Linked DNA regions of Anas platyrhynchos: region 2 is linked to region 1. A link is a contact called in public Hi-C data. All regions are on one chromosome and are shown on one strand. The core of a region is the stretch at or near the end of the contact, and the rest is flanking DNA. Distances in the headings are between cores, read along the strand shown.

Region 1 (3,037 bases), core at 250-2,749:
TCAATTCAGCTTTATAAAAACATTGGACTCTACTGTATGTCCACCAAGTCATTTTCAGTAGCTATCCTGAAATGTGGGCTCAAGTTTCAGTCATGAGGTGTGATTAACTTGAACATGTTTGTACTTAATGTTAACTAACTGAATATACTTCAAGCTTTGCAAAATTGGGGCTGATAAGTGTTCCAGAGCTTAAAACAAACAAAGAAACCCCTCATGTTGTCATTTCTGGAAAGAGCAGAAATGAGATGGGAAATACAAATATGCTAGAATGTTTGAGAAGGTAAAATGTCTTTACCAAAGATTGAAGGCCTTGCGTAATGTACTCTGGCAGTCAATGAGGTACCCAAGCATTTAATTTTGTCTATGCTATTTTTTATATTGAGTGTTTTACAGTTGTTGTTTATAGGTATTTCTAATTGTTCCATGCAAACTTGCAGGTGGTCAAAAAAAAGTGTTGTCTTTTATTTCATTACACCTTTTATTCATCCCATCTACCGTACACTGATGTTCTGAAGAACAGATGAGTATAAAAACATTCATGAAGAAAAGAGAATTAACTTTTTAAGTGGGAAATGTTTGTCCCACTACGTGTAGCATGCCAGTCATCCTTCTGTCACTGGGGAAGTACTCTGAAACATTTTGCTGTGATGACACATGCTGGTATTTTATATAAAAGGCATAGGGACTTTCAAGTGTAAAGTACTCGTTCAGTGGTTGTATTGATGATAAATCATGATCTAGTTCTGAATATTTTTTAGTAGAATTTCTGTCTCGTAGGAAACTGTACATAGTGAATAACTGGATCATCTTCAACATGTTCACCTTTTCTTTGGGCTTAAAGCTGTTAATGCATAGCTGCATAAGAAGCTTTGCTTTACGTAACAAGAAAACTAAAAAATAATGACTAAAATTTCAAATATAAATAATAATTGGAGAAAGGTCCTCCAAAATATGAAATTAATGTAGTATGCTACATTTTTTTGTTCTGCTTCCATATGTTTTTTGATGTGTGCTGTTGGCTTTTCCCTCATAGTTCGGAATTTGGGACTTCCAGTGTAGAATAATATTTAGTTATCGTACAGAAGTAAGTGCTGAGTATAAAGTAGGTGCCTCTTACTCTGATTTTTATTCTCCTGTAGCCTGGTCCAGGTCTGTAAAAGCTGATGTCAGATGAAAGGAACTAATTGCCATTATTATTTGATGTAGCACTTCAAGAGGCATGCTGAGCCTTCAAGCTTCTAAGCATGCTGCTCAATTTCTGCTGGCTTGCCCGTACTGTGAGTTGTTACGTGGCAAAGGTCAGCTGTGATGTTAGCTTCTGAGCCCTACTGAAGTCCAGATAGACAGTGTCCACTGCTCTACCCTCATCTGCCAGGCTGATAACAGTATTTCTCTTGGTTTTGGTTTTCTTTATTTGCCTTTGAATGCAGACCCACAGGCGTGATGCTCTCTGTAGGAAGCAAACCAAGGCACTGGGTCTGATGGAGCCACGTGGATGCCTGGTGTGTTGAAAGGCTCTCAGGCCGTGGTGTAGAATAATGCAATTGGTAGTGCAGTCTGGTGCCTTTCGTGGAGTTTAGGACTGAGTTAGTCGTAATCAGGCATGAGATTTTAACAAGTTTGAGCCTTTCCCATGGACAGGGCAAAACAAGACTTTTCTGGCTTTTGACACCTTTCAGACAGCAGATGATAAGGTGATGAACCAGTGTGCCAACAGTTAAACCTTTGTGTAGGAGCTGTGAAGAGAAAAATCTAAAGGTTTCACGTGTTGTTTTTTGTTTTGTTTTTTTTTTGGAGGGGGGAGGAGGGGAAGGTCCTCTCCAGATCTGAGTAGCATCAGAAATACAAAACTGTTCAAAAGCGAGCTATTGAATGAGAGAGGAAATCTGACATTTGTGGCTGTTGGAACAGGAAGCAAAATGTTTGGCAGTGGAAAGAGCTCATTTGAGAGGGCTCACGGTATTTCATGAGTTGCCTCTATGGGAAGGGGCATTCCCTTCAGGGCAGAACCGGAGGGACATGAGCTGCCAGACAAAAAGGTGGGGAGGAGTATTCTGTTGAATGGGGCCAGACTGGTGGCTATGTTTACTGCCTTTAATCTCGCAACTCCTTGAAGGTCATATGATGGGAATAAAAGCTCACTAATTGACTGTATAAGTGAGTAAGCCTCTGAAATGCGTTGGACACTTGTCCCTTTTGTGGTTAGCAGCTACAAAAGGTCATTGTTTTTCTGCAGTTCATGTAGGGTTGTTAAAGCAGGATATTGCAACCCAGTATTTTGACTGCTTAAACAGTGTTTTTAGTTCTGCCTTTATCAGGATGTATGTTTATTATTGATGTGGGTTTGGGTTTATTTTGCTTTTTTCGGATGTGTTCTTTTTTTGTTTGGGGTGGTGTGGTTTTTTTCAGGCTAAAACTAACATTCTTGCTTTTTCAGGCTTTTCTCATTAAAGAAAGAAACATCATTGCACCCTATAAAACAGTCAGAGTAAGTATGCATTTTTTCACTGTTTTTAGTGAACTCATGTTCTGCAAAGACCTATGCTCTCATTTTGGAAAGAGTAAGGTGATAATAAGTTGAGGAATATGACAAGAAAGCTTAAAAAATTGTACACATTGAATAAAAAAACAGTGCTTGAATTCTTCTACAATGTATTTGTATTGTTTGTTGGAGGACATACTGCAGACCTTGCTGCCCTTGCTGTGCAGCTCTGTGGGCTGAACAATCAGACAGAGCTGTCAGCTGGCCACTGGTATTTAGTGGTCACTTCTCCTCAGTTCTAAGCACACCCAGATGAGAGATTCCTAACTGAGATTTCCCAGCTGAATGCGTTGCGGTTCAAAGGAATGGCAGATAAGTCTGCTTACAGCAGAAACCAGAGCTTGCTTCTGGTTCCTTTCTGCTGATGGGGTGAGTCTGCTCCGATTCTTGAGCCTGAGGGCTTTGAAGTGCACAAGTAAGGGTTTTTCAGATGGAATGGGAGATGGTTTAAGATACAAATGCAAAATGAAAACGCAGAGTCATTGAAACACTATT
Region 2 (3,037 bases), core at 359-2,858, 38 kb after region 1:
GTTTTCTACAGGAGGTCCCAAATGCACAACTGAGTTTAGAAATTAAACTGAGTGTTTTCACTGTCTGTTGCTGACTTGCAAATAGAAGAGATAGCATTAAAGTAAGCTAATTCCCTTCCTCCTCATGGTATCTCAGCTACCTGTTTTTCACTGATCATGAATACATGAGGCCAAAATAGATTAGCATACAGAGGCCTGCTAAGTATGACAGGAACAGCTATCCCAGTATCTATCTCTAAGACACAGATTAAAGGTGTGGAAAAGTTTCAGCACAACAAAAACTATGTTGTGCAGGACACATAAATCATTTAATTCAGCAAGACAATTGAATTACTTAATTTTTTATTTTTTTCCCCCCTCACGGAAATAATGTTTAAAAACAGAAGATTCCGTAGTCCTCTTCAGGAAGTTTTGTTTAGAGAGAAGTTTCAGAGCAAGAGTGACTCATTATTTATCAAACATATTTAGAAGAAATGCCTCCAACTTAAATGCTGGGCAAAAAGAATGGGTTAGAATATTTAGTGCAAGAAGTTTACATTTAAACCAGCAGCCATTTTAATCTCACTGATTTGCTGTAGACACAGATTTTGTCTTTCAACACAGAGATACCCTACTTCCATTTCCTCAATGCTTCATTCAGTGGTCACAAAAGTTAAAAGTAGTAAATAGACCACATTTAGCATTTAGATCACAAACTCTAGCAGTTGATCTTTAGCTCCAGGCAGGGTGGGTTTGTTTGTTTGTTCAGGGGGGTAAATTTCATGTTACCCAACTGCATCTTCATATAAGAAGCACACGGGACATGGCAGACAGAACAAAGAAATCCCAACTACAATCCTTACCTACAACTTCAAGGGTCCAATGATCCTTAGAAGTGCAATGGTAAAACATCACATCACAACTTCCATAAAAATCTCCCCCTCCCCTTACTAAATATCAACACATCTATTATTGTCACCATTTTTACAAAAGCCTCCCATACCTGAATAACTTTGTCCACCTTCAGATCTTCCAGGGAAGGATAGAGAGACATTTTGATGCAGTCTCACTGAATTACAGGAAGACACGGAAAGGAGAAAAGCAAACAAAACAGGGTTAGACATCAGGTATTTACCTAATGTTACAACTTAAAAAAGAAAAGAGAAAACAGACAAAGCATTAAATAAGTTCAGCTGTGACCCGCAAGTCTCAGCATGACAGATACGCAGCACTAGAGACAAATTCCATTAAGGCTATCTATTTAATCTATTATCAATAATAGTCTTTGTGTAATAGGCTTTATTTACTATACTTAGTGGTGCCAAAGTTTAGGTCTCAGCTATGAGAAATCCCACACAGAGAAAATTGTTTCACAGTAAGTATCATAAAGAAAGAACGTAGGAAGCAGTGATGCAACAGTGAGGAGGTTTGAAAGCAAAACCTAATCATATTCCTCCACACAAACTCAACAGTAATTTATATACAACTCTGTAAGCTTTCACACTATTACCCCAAGTATCTAAACACTGATAATTCTGATGTTCCTACAAAAGGAGTCACTCATCAGAGCTGGCTTCCCATGTCCACTTGTACCACATTATGAGCCAGCCAGATTCGGTCAGTGGTGAGTTTCAAAATCCACAGGGACTTCAGCCTGCCTCTCATGTGATGTTGTGAAAGCCCTGTGACAACATTAACAGGAAGTAATAATAAAAAAAAAAAACACTTCACATGATCCTGTAATGCACTGTACCGATGCTCAGCTCTGCTACAGCTGGGCACCAGAGGCTTTAGGAAATGCCATTTTCAAGAGATCCTTCACTCAAGTTCTCACCAAGGTCAACAGAGCTTTGCAAAAGAGTAATGAGACATTTCACCCCAAATTACGTGAATGTGTTAACTCAGAGGAGGAAGGCTAGAAGAGGAACAGAAGGAGAAGACATCAAAACATGACAAAGTCTTGCAAGTTACATATGGCACGGAGAACACAGCTAACGGGGCAGCACTACTAATAGCTTCTGGTTTGGGGATTAATTTTCTCATCCAAACACTTCAGAGGTCCTCATTTGCGTAACGAATTAACTATAAGTCCAGACTAAGAGCAACCACTATATAAATCCCTGAGCTACTGCTTCTTCACATGCAGATACCGAATTGATTAAAAAAATCCGCTGCCTAACATGACGCTGCAGGAACACAATAGATGTCTCCTTACATTACATCAAGGTCACTAACAGCTTTTCTACTTGTTCAGCAGAGTGCCCAGGAGCTCAAGTATCATGTCAAACTGCAATTAAAACTTTAGAAGAGCCCAAAACATGGCAGGGATCTGAATTGACCTGACATAACAGGCCACGCGTTTGTAATTATGTGCAACTGATAATTTCGTGAAGTTGATGCAGCTAAACCAAGTATAGCCAAGACCTGGAAGCCTTAAAAATTAAACACATTTAAAGCGAGTTTAAAATTCCATTTTAAGGCAGCATTGACCTGAAAGCAATTAAATGCTTTTGCTAAACTCAAAGGGGTAATGGCTAATGCAAACCCAAGCCCAGCAAAACGCTTGCTCGGGTATGCAATCCCTGGACACTGCACTCTGCTGCCAGTACCGGTGAAGAGGCACACACATCAGGCTGGATATCTCCTTCCAAGCTACATCGGTCATGGTGATTTCAGCTGCAGCACACGTTCAAAGTCAGCAGTCAGCACCCCATGGGACAGAGTGGTCCCATCATAGGGCAACAAAGGGAGCAGAAGCCCACCATGAGCTCCAACATCTGCATGGTAGCACAGACAGCACCCAGGGTCTGCGGTGTCTCTGGTCCCAGTGACCATTTCCACACAGAATTTCAAGGTTAGAAGAGACCTCAAGATCACCGAATCCAACCTCTGACCTAAAACTAACAAGTCCTCCACTAAACCATATCACTAAGCTAAACACCAGCAAACTTCCACCTGGACCAGCTTTGGTTTTCCTCCACAGACCAACCTCATCCTGCCCTGCAATCCCTGGTCACACTTGCCAGGATGCCATCTGAAACTTCTTCTACTTTAATAC

The links. Hi-C and Micro-C count contacts between places; a contact is called where the count stands out from the background.
Region 2: a contact with region 1 is called in a Hi-C map of liver, with 2.8 times the contacts expected there. The contact joins two enhancer-like sites. A contact is called at or near these places in 2 of 8 Hi-C or Micro-C datasets (liver and subcutaneous adipose tissue).

What each region holds. Positions count from the first base shown.
Region 1 is chr2:39,274,487-39,277,523 of IASCAAS_PekinDuck_T2T, forward strand. NSMAF (neutral sphingomyelinase activation associated factor) reads left to right here. Exons shown (of 31, transcript XM_027452273.3): 6 at 2,438-2,488. Among named protein-coding and RNA genes, the nearest start is that of NSMAF, 12 kb to the left of the region's middle. Within about 2 kb of position 1,500, at least 3 of the 8 cell types and tissues checked have an H3K27ac peak or open chromatin away from gene starts, as enhancers often do.
Region 2 is chr2:39,312,608-39,315,644 of IASCAAS_PekinDuck_T2T, forward strand. It overlaps SDCBP (syndecan binding protein), which reads right to left. Exons shown (of 9, transcript XM_027452272.3): 2 at 983-1,048. The coding sequence starts at 1,033. Among named protein-coding and RNA genes, the nearest start is that of SDCBP, 3.6 kb to the right of the region's middle. Within about 2 kb of position 1,609, at least 2 of the 8 cell types and tissues checked have an H3K27ac peak or open chromatin away from gene starts, as enhancers often do.